2 separate regions of the Zea mays genome follow, and region 1 is linked to region 2. Evidence: chromatin contacts called from public Hi-C data. All regions are on one chromosome and are shown on one strand. Each heading gives the region's core, a stretch centred on a gene start, on an enhancer-like site or on the middle of the called end of the contact. The rest is flanking DNA. Distances are from core to core; before and after follow the strand shown.

Region 1 (4,495 bases), core at 2-2,501, 94 kb before region 2:
GGGCCGTTTATACTTTGGTGGGCCAATGGTCAATACGGTCGGTTATTGGGCTATGGGTTAACCATAATTAATACATGTGGGCTATTAACGACAATCGTATATAGAAACAACCATAAATCAAGAAATATTGCCAATTGGGGTAGTGGCCTAGAGATCTCAAAAAAATGTCCAGTGGGGCGGGGCATTGCTATGGAAACGAGTTGCTCTTTCTTCCCATCATACAAAGACAAGTCTCGTTTAAAGTCTTGTTCAGTTATGTGCATTACACATAGGGATGAAAACGGTCGGTAAACGCTAAAACCATTACCGTTTTCATATTTTTTATCGGAAACAAAATCGAAAACGGTAACTCCGGAAACGGAAACGATATCGGTATTTCGAAAACATCGGAAACGAAAGTTTGGTGCGGAAAATACACCGGTAACGGTCGGAATCCAAAATACAATCGGTAAATATATCAAACTTCATAATACAACAAAGTTGAAAAAGGATCACAAAGACCACATGAATTAGATAAAATTAAAAAAATTGATTTATTTGGAATTTAAATTACCCATTCCACATAGATTGAGACTAAACCAGCCCTAATAAGGTGGAAACATGACACACGATGTGGCTTTCGATCCGAACGGCTTAAATCACGTACGATCACAACCACACGTCTGCTTCTTTGGGTACCAACCATATATGCACTAGCCAATTATTAACCTCTCCCTAAAAAAAATGCTAATCACTGCATGCATGCATGCATGCATGTCATGTCGATCATAGTTCATAGAACAAGAAGATAGCTTATTCTCCACAAATAAAATATTGCACACACAATGCATGTTAATTGTACTATAGTACTCTAGCTGGCATTTGGCAGCCCGCGAATGACACACAGCCTGTCCTGCAGAGCATCTTGTTTGGGGTTAACGAAACGCGGCGCCACGCCAGCTGCTCAATCGTTGAGGAAGCTACGTAGTACGAATTAATTAATTAATTAGAGTTGTCATAAAAGGCGTCTGCTCTACCTCTCTGTCTCACTCCGAATATATATACACAGAGTTCAACTATAAATTTGCATAGAAGAATGTCAGTATCGATTATATATATCACAATATAAATTATAAGAATATATTCCTTTCATAACGTACCGATTGATAGGTAGAGTACGTTTTTTCTTTCAGGAAACACATCGTCCCTACGCTGGTTGGCTGGCACCACTTGGGCTTGGTGGGTCCCACGCGCGTTGCACGAGGCCGGGTTCTATTGTTTATCCCGCAGAGCAGGATCAGTGGATCACACGCTGCTTGTGCGGTGGCGCAAGCATTGTCTGTTGTTTGTCCACGATTAAGATGCGCGTGCATAAGCCAATTAGCACGAAAGCTGCAGATTTGGCCTTCTCTATAAACCTTAAAATATGAATCTAAGTGGGTTAAGTAGTCCCTTTTATATTTGAAAAAAAATTCTTGCCTAATGTGTGATTTACCATTGAGACACATTCTTTAATCAATGAATAAATAAAATATTGTGCATTCATGCTGGTATTCTTTGATTTTTTGCATTTACATTTTAGTGATTGATCTCAGAATTCAATTTGGAAATTGAATACTTCAATTCAAACAAAAAACAAAGAATAAAAGATGATAGAAAAAGAAAAGAGAAAGACAATATTTGCGCTGAAACCTTGTATTCTGGCCCAAACCGCACGCTGTCGACCCAGTTGCATAACAGCACCGACAGGTGGACCCACTATCTCAGCCACTCTCCCCCTTCCGCGTACTGGCTCTATCTAGCTCGCTGACTTACGGGCCCCCGCGAGAGTTCCTTCACGCACGCGTGTCGCTACCCCGCGGGTCCCGCTCTCCAGTGTCTCACACCTGATTTCCCTCGTGGTCACTGAGTTGTGGGACCTCCTCGCCAGGCTACGTCTCCAAATCGCCATGTCCGCAACAACCTCGCATGCGCGCCGGTGAGCTTGGGCCGAGCTGGCGTAACTGTTGGTCGTGTCTACGAGAACATTGTGAACCAAGAACCCTTTGATAACATATGATATGACCATGGCGTCATTGTGAGGATAATACTTAAGCTGAAGGTCTTCTTGAGAAAATGTGATTGGTACATGAGACCATTTGGACTTGATGAAAGGTTCTTGCACTCCGACATGTTGTACCCTTCTCTATGCTTTCTTCTTCTGCTTCTTATTTGCTGGTTCGGAGCTTGAACCGCCTGTGATTGGGAACACTAGCTTCGTAGTCGAAGGTGACACAGCTTGATCACCTTGCGAAGCCATTATCGTAGTCATGGAAGTGAGTTCACTGGAGGTGAGCGCCAATGTTGGTCACTTGTTCTCAACTGCTTCGAATCAAGAACAAGGCAACACAATTGTTAAATATTAAGGACTTTCGTCCTTCAAACCATTATCTCCTTTCGAATATAATGATCTTCATACGAAGGTCATGAAGAACTCGTCTTCATCGTTCACTAGGTGAGTGCCCGTGCGTTACGACGGGAGTAAAAAAAATTGTATGAAACATATATTATGCCAAAGGAAGATCTTGGTAGGATCATTGTGGTCAACATATTTTAACATATATCAAGTGTTTTGCCAATTCAGTTAACATATATCAACTCACGCATGATACATCTTATCATACACATATTGTAGAGGGTCCACATAGGTGCCATGCTAGCAGCAGACTGGGCTTCAATCTGGTTGTAGCGCTTGCATAGATGCAATCAAGTTAAGGAACAGAGGATCAAAAGTATCATAGCCACCTTCCTTGAACAAGATCTTGAGCCTCGTACTTACAAAAACCATAGCCACCTTCTGGATCACTACCCCATGATCTGGAATCAGCACGACGACAAGGAAGTGGAGGGTGCGGGGAAGCGAATATAAACTGCTCATGTTGGCAAAGCTGCAGATTTGGCATCCTTATTGCATGAACCAATCCAAAATAAAATGATATATCTTATTTCAAACAAATCCACAATAAAAGAAGAGCACAAACTTTACAGTTAGATTAGTGCACGTTTTAAGTGCATTCGATCATAGGATTTTTAGAAGCATCAACATAGTGCATGTGCAACTAAAGAAAAGCACTACTGTTATAATCTATTATGCCATATCATAACTGAATTCTGAGGCATTGCAGTTGGACACACAGATGAAAAAATATGTGAGGTGTATGTAACCAGTTACAAAGCAACAATGCTTTTTCAAGGATTCATTGAAGTTATACAAAATTTGAAGGTTTGGCACCTCAGCGAAGGCGATTCTGTGAGAAGGGGAAGAACTGCTCGTGGAGCTCCTACCCTACTCATGCTCAAGACCTGAGTGAAACCGTGTAAAAGTTAAAAATGTTAATCTATGATGATTTACCATTAGGCAGGAGGAAGCAAATTCTAAATTATCATCTTATGTCCAAGTGAATAGAAACAAAGAGGGTGTCTCTATCCAAATGAATAGAAATAAATGACATATCAAGAAAAACCCAGAGACCTGGAGCACATTTACACAAAAAGTTGGTACTAACCTACAGAATATACTGAACACTACATGATAAACAAAAATAACGATCTCTTTGATTAAAGCCATCTAGTTCCATGCAATGAAATAAAATTGGAATCGATCTTGTGTGATATATAGCAATAGCCAAAGATAGTGTTTAAGTGGCACAGACTGCATCAGCACACTGTTAGAAACAAATTCCTCCTATGCATACAATTACATCAAGGAGGGACCTCATAGTATATTACTGTTTGTGGTCCATATGGCAAAATGAGATGAACGAAAAGGAAACAGAATCATCAGACAACAAGCTTACATAGCTAGGATTGTAGCAGGGAAGCAATACCAAGCAGAACACAAGCCCAAAAGAGAAGATACAATTAGAAACAATATTATTTCACTTAGCTACTCCTAGAACTTGAGGTCAGATCAGAATGGCACAAATCAGTAGCAAAAAATGCAGTATCAAAATACAGAAATGAATGCATTTTAAACATTGAAAATAGCACAGCAGAAGCAGCTAACATCACAGTCAAAAAATCAAGTAATACCAGTCCAAATACAGGAAGAGAAATCTTACACAGAGGAATGTCGTGAAACCTCACACAGCTAAATTTGAACCAGCTAACATCACAGTCCAAATACATGAAGAGAAATCTTACATCTACCACCATCTTGTCAATTTCACAGATGTCAATTTGTTCCACAGAGGAATGCCGTGAAACCTCACGTAGAACACCACCGTCACCCCCTCCAATAACCAACACCTGTGTACCATGAAACAATTCAAAGTTACATCCAATAAATTTTTGAAACTATTCACATTCATCATTTTGCAAAGTATAAAAAACACCTAGTTAATGAACTTGGCAATACAACCACATTCTAACAAATTTTTTACAACAGACTTCTCCAGGCATTACAAGTTCAAACAAATTATAAGCGAGAACTGTATAAAGTAACCGATGACCTATTCTTGCATCTTTTCAATCGATG
Region 2 (4,575 bases), core at 1,773-4,272:
TATGAGACGCACTCGGGTTTGCTCTTAAATCCGGGTGTGACATTCCTCAACTCCTAGTATTATATCGTGCCCTAACCGCACAAGCAGAGACCTGGCCTTTTCAAGCGTGTGTTGATTTGGGAATATCTAGCGTGTGCCTCCTGTTGTGTTTCACCCAATCAGTAAACCATGGCCTTTTCGAAGGCTGGATGCTAGAATTGTTTGGCCAATTCATCCTCCCAATCATTAAAGGGACATCACTTTGTCTTGGTTGCTATGAATCACTTAACTAAATGGGCTAAGGTTATTCCTTTGAAGAATACGATATATATAAAGAGGCAATTGAGTTTATTACTAAGCATATCATACTTGGATTCAACATCCCTCAAACATTAACTACAAATCAAGGAACATCATTTGTATCCAGAGAGGTATATAATTTTCTCAAATCATATAAGAACAAATTACCCAATTCATCACCATACTATGGTCAAGATAATGGCCAAGCTAAGTATAGTAATAAGACTTTGATCGAGCTTATCAAAAACAAGATTGATGAAAAACAGATCAGGTGGCATGGTTTACAAAGTGGTCATCAAGTTGAAAATGTCCTTATGAAGTGGTCAAAGTAATATTTGAAAAGTGATGTATGATGGAGATGTGAAGATAGTTTCTTAAGAGCAATCAATGGAATATATTTGAAGAAATATTTTCCAAGTGTATGGTAAGAGGCTCAGAGTGCTTTCCAAATAATGGTTGATACTTGTATCATACTGAGATGCTAGATATCCAATAAGTTGTATATCATCGTAATTTAGTGTTTTGTTATTGTCCATCTAAAAAAAGAGGAGCATATGTTGACACTCAAAAGTGTCCCGACATAGAAGTTGACCAAACCGTCTATGCAACCTGTCTAGACCAGGGTCCAGCTAGGATGACCACAAAACCTGGTCAGGCTATCACTAGAGGAAGGCTAGGATGACTTTTTATACCAAGCGGCTACAGTGGTCGACTTCCTCATGAAACCTGATTTAGCCAAATTTTGCTGGTTTTCTGAACCAATTTGTTTTTAAGTCATTTTTAGAGTTGGAAACTTGCCAAACACATTTTGGAGCTATTTTCTACTAGGATAAGCCACATCTATATATGAGAGAGAAATGACTGATTGAGATACCCAATATACAATGAAAAAACAATCTATTACGTATCTTTAAACTTTAATGATATTCTTTATCGTTTGATCCGATGGTCATAGACGATGCTCTAGGTTTGTTAGACGACCTAAAGCAACCCAATGATGTCCTTGGCCTGATAGGATTTCTTTGAGACGAAAGCTTCGACAATTACTTTGCTAGTTATTCGGAAACCAGTCGTTCTTTGTTGCGTAAGCACATTTGATTATCCTTTGGTACTTTACGTATAAGTATATTCGTTTTTCACTATGTAAGTATGATACCTTCACTATGATTTTTAGTATGTGCCAAGTGGCAACCCAAACGATATAGCTCTATCTTATATATGATCTAACGGGATGTCAAGAAAAATCTATTGTAGCTTTGTACTTTTGGTTGCATCTAACATGCATGGATGTCCTATTTATCTCCAGTATCGTAAAGCACGAGCGCACGATACTACTATAGTAGACCTGTTCAAACATCGAATCGGATTAAGATCAAGTCTTGACTTATTTGGCACAGTCTATGTCTAATGTCATGTTGGATTGTCTCATGCCTCTTTGTTAGACGAGTCGAGTCAAGTTGGATCAAGGTTTTTTTGGCTTTGAGTTGAGTTTTTTCAGGTTGAGTCAACTTTTGGGTCAAAAATGGTTCATAATCGTTACGTGAATTATTATGGGTCAAAAACTATGTCCTATATATCGAATTAGTGATTAGATTAACTTTTTTGCAGAGATCGAATCGGGATGGTTAGTTCGGACGGTCGATGTTTAGATAGTGCTCACTACTCAGCAACATTGTTTTATAATATAAATTGTACTATCTATACTTACTCTATTAAGAATCTAATGTGGGCACATATGCTACCACGGCTTCACCCTGCAAAAAATAGTGCAAAGCAAGCAATTGAACCCACACCCCTACTATAGAAATTTGGGACTAACCATCAGACCACACATACCTTAGGGCTCGTTTGGTAGAGCTCCGCTTCATGATTCTCTAGCTCTAAGAACTGATTTTTTAATAGAGTGATTCTGAGTGATTCTCCACGGAAGTGAATCTATTTGACGAAAATTGTTTGACAAATATGATGTGAAGTGATTCCTAAGGGGTTAGAGTGTGGAGCAGGTTGGGAGTGGTGGAAAGCAGGTGTTTTTGGCTCCCACTTTCTAGTATAAAGTAGAGACTAGATTCACTTCACTCCCACCATGAAGTAGTTTAGATTTTTATCGTTTGGCTCAGTAGGAGATTCTCACTGGCAGCGGAACTGTGGGAGCTCTGTCGCTCTTAGAGCATCTCCAAGAGACTCTTCATTTTTTGTTCTCTATTTGACTATCTATTTAAGTTTTTATAAAGATTACACTCTATATATAACATCTTAGTCCAACAGACTATCTATCTAGTTTGGGTAGTCAGGTGGCTAGCCAAATTTAACTAGTGAGAGAGTCAATTTAGAGAGTCAGATAGCTAGTCTGTTGGAGATTTATTTGCTATTGAGTAGCCAAAATTTGGTTTGGCAAGTTATTTAGCTAGTCTCTTGGAGGTGCTTTTACTGTTTAAAAATAAGTAATTATTATATTAAAATAAATATTTTAATATGTATTTATATGATATAACAACCGTAATAAAGCATGCACGCAACTGACTAGTTTATTTATTATAGAGTAAAGTTTAAAATATAGATAGGAATATACGGTGGAACAATAGGAGCCTCCTGGTGCTCGAGTTCTGATCCGAGAGCCATACGCCATCCAGATTCAACGAACGCCGTCGGCCTCCGCTCCGTGCCACGTCCCGTGCACCAGCCATCCCCGTGAGGCCCTCACCTGCAGTGACACGGTCCACCTTGGACCAGGCGCCCCGAGCTGTTCCTCTGCGACAGCAACCTTGCGTGCATAAAGCCAGCCACCAGCCAGGCAGCCGCCATCTCCAGCGGCTTCTTCCAAAGCTCCAACTCCGACGAGAACCGCCACTCCTCGAAATCTCGAAGGATTTTCTGCGGCGAACCCGTACGTTTCCTATCGCTGTTCTCGCTTGTTCGCTGGGGAATCAAACCAAATCACTGTTGGTGTTTCTATCTTGGATATAAGTTCTCATCCCCTTCCCCCCATCCGCCCCTTGGATTTGCAGCTTCGTGACGTGACCCAATGGGAGAGGCCTCGCCGTCGATCGCCAAGGACGTCACCGAGGTGGGTGCCGCCACCCATTTCGTCCCGATTTCCGCCGCCTTCTTTCGTGGGGCAGATTCGGTTATTTTTCGGGTATGGTCCTGTAGAAGCTAAATCTTTTGTGATGCCTAGTTGATCGGGAACACGCCGCTGGTGTACCTCAACAAGGTGACCGATGGGTGCGTCGGCCGCGTCGCCGCCAAGCTCGAGTCCATGGAGCCCTGCTCCAGCGTCAAGGATAGGTAGTGCTTCTGGCTCTGAAGGAGCTCTCCCACTCCCCACCCCTGCTACTGTAGCACGAGGGGTGACGGTCTTTCTTCTTTCTCTGACCGAATGCTCTTTTTTTTCAACTTCAGGGATGTTTTGCTTCTGTAAAAAATCATATTTCTCCTTATTATTTTGAGTGTATATTAACTTCAGGTCGATGTCTCGCTAGAGTATTGCACTAATGATTTTAACCTTTTCCCCTTATCATTTGACTGAAAGTTATGTTCTTCCTTTTACCTTACTTCAGTATCTCGACCTTAAATATTGTATCTGCGTGATGTATTTGTGCAGGATTGGCTACAGCATGATCACGGACGCAGAGGAGAAAGGGCTGATTACTCCAGGCGTGGTGGGTAACTGAACCTTTAGGAGCATATTCTTTGTCGTTCCTGTCCTAGGGAAATAGATTGGGCTCTCGATTTGCCCAATGCCCACTGCCTTATATTATATTCAACTGGAACGCTAATTTTGTATAGCCTAATCCAGAAGCATGAGCTGGCTGCCATTTTCATCCTCAAGCATCACGCTTGCATGAGAAAGTTATCTAATGTGGTTGTCTGGGTCTCCATATCAGGCGGTTGTTTCGGGATTATTAGTTTATTCTGCATTGCTTTGTACCTAGTAGTGTCTTCATGGAGCAGATGCTTCATTTAAAAGTGTTTGCTCTGATCTGTTCAACTGTTAGATAGAGTACAACGGACATCACTAACATAGTGCTTTGAACCTTTGTTTAATGGAGTATATATATTTTAATTTTTAAGTACAAGAAGCAAGCTTGCTTTATATATTTTCTTAGAGGAAGGCAAATCGATTTCTTCCTTCTCCATTTCGGTTGCAATTATAACCTACAGTTGTTGGATAGCTCTTCCCCCATCCTACAGCAGCATACAGCTCCTAGTTCTCGATGAAGAATCCAATTGTTATTATTATCCTGCATCGGAAATGACCTAGCGGCCATTGTGCCTAACCTGGTATTGTTAACTCCC

Evidence for each region. A called contact is a pair of places that touch in the nucleus more often than the background predicts.
Region 1: a contact with region 2 is called in a Hi-C map of leaf, with 5 times the contacts expected there. The contact joins the enhancer-like site here to the promoter of LOC542438 in region 2. A contact is called at or near these places in 4 of 25 Hi-C or Micro-C datasets (ear, endosperm, leaf and 1 more).

What each region holds. Positions count from the first base shown.
Region 1 is chr1:181,215,052-181,219,546 of Zm-B73-REFERENCE-NAM-5.0, reverse strand. No RefSeq gene overlaps it. Among protein-coding and RNA genes, the nearest start is that of LOC542438, 93 kb to the right of the region's middle. Within about 2 kb of position 1,251, at least 14 of the 20 cell types and tissues checked have an H3K27ac peak or open chromatin away from gene starts, as enhancers often do. A contact at or near this core is called in ear, leaf and tassel, where this site is marked.
Region 2 is chr1:181,122,387-181,126,961 of Zm-B73-REFERENCE-NAM-5.0, reverse strand. LOC542438 (cysteine synthase 2) reads left to right here and starts at 3,022. Exons shown (of 11, transcript NM_001111999.2): 1 at 3,022-3,163; 2 at 3,285-3,343; 3 at 3,455-3,564; 4 at 3,881-3,938. The coding sequence starts at 3,302.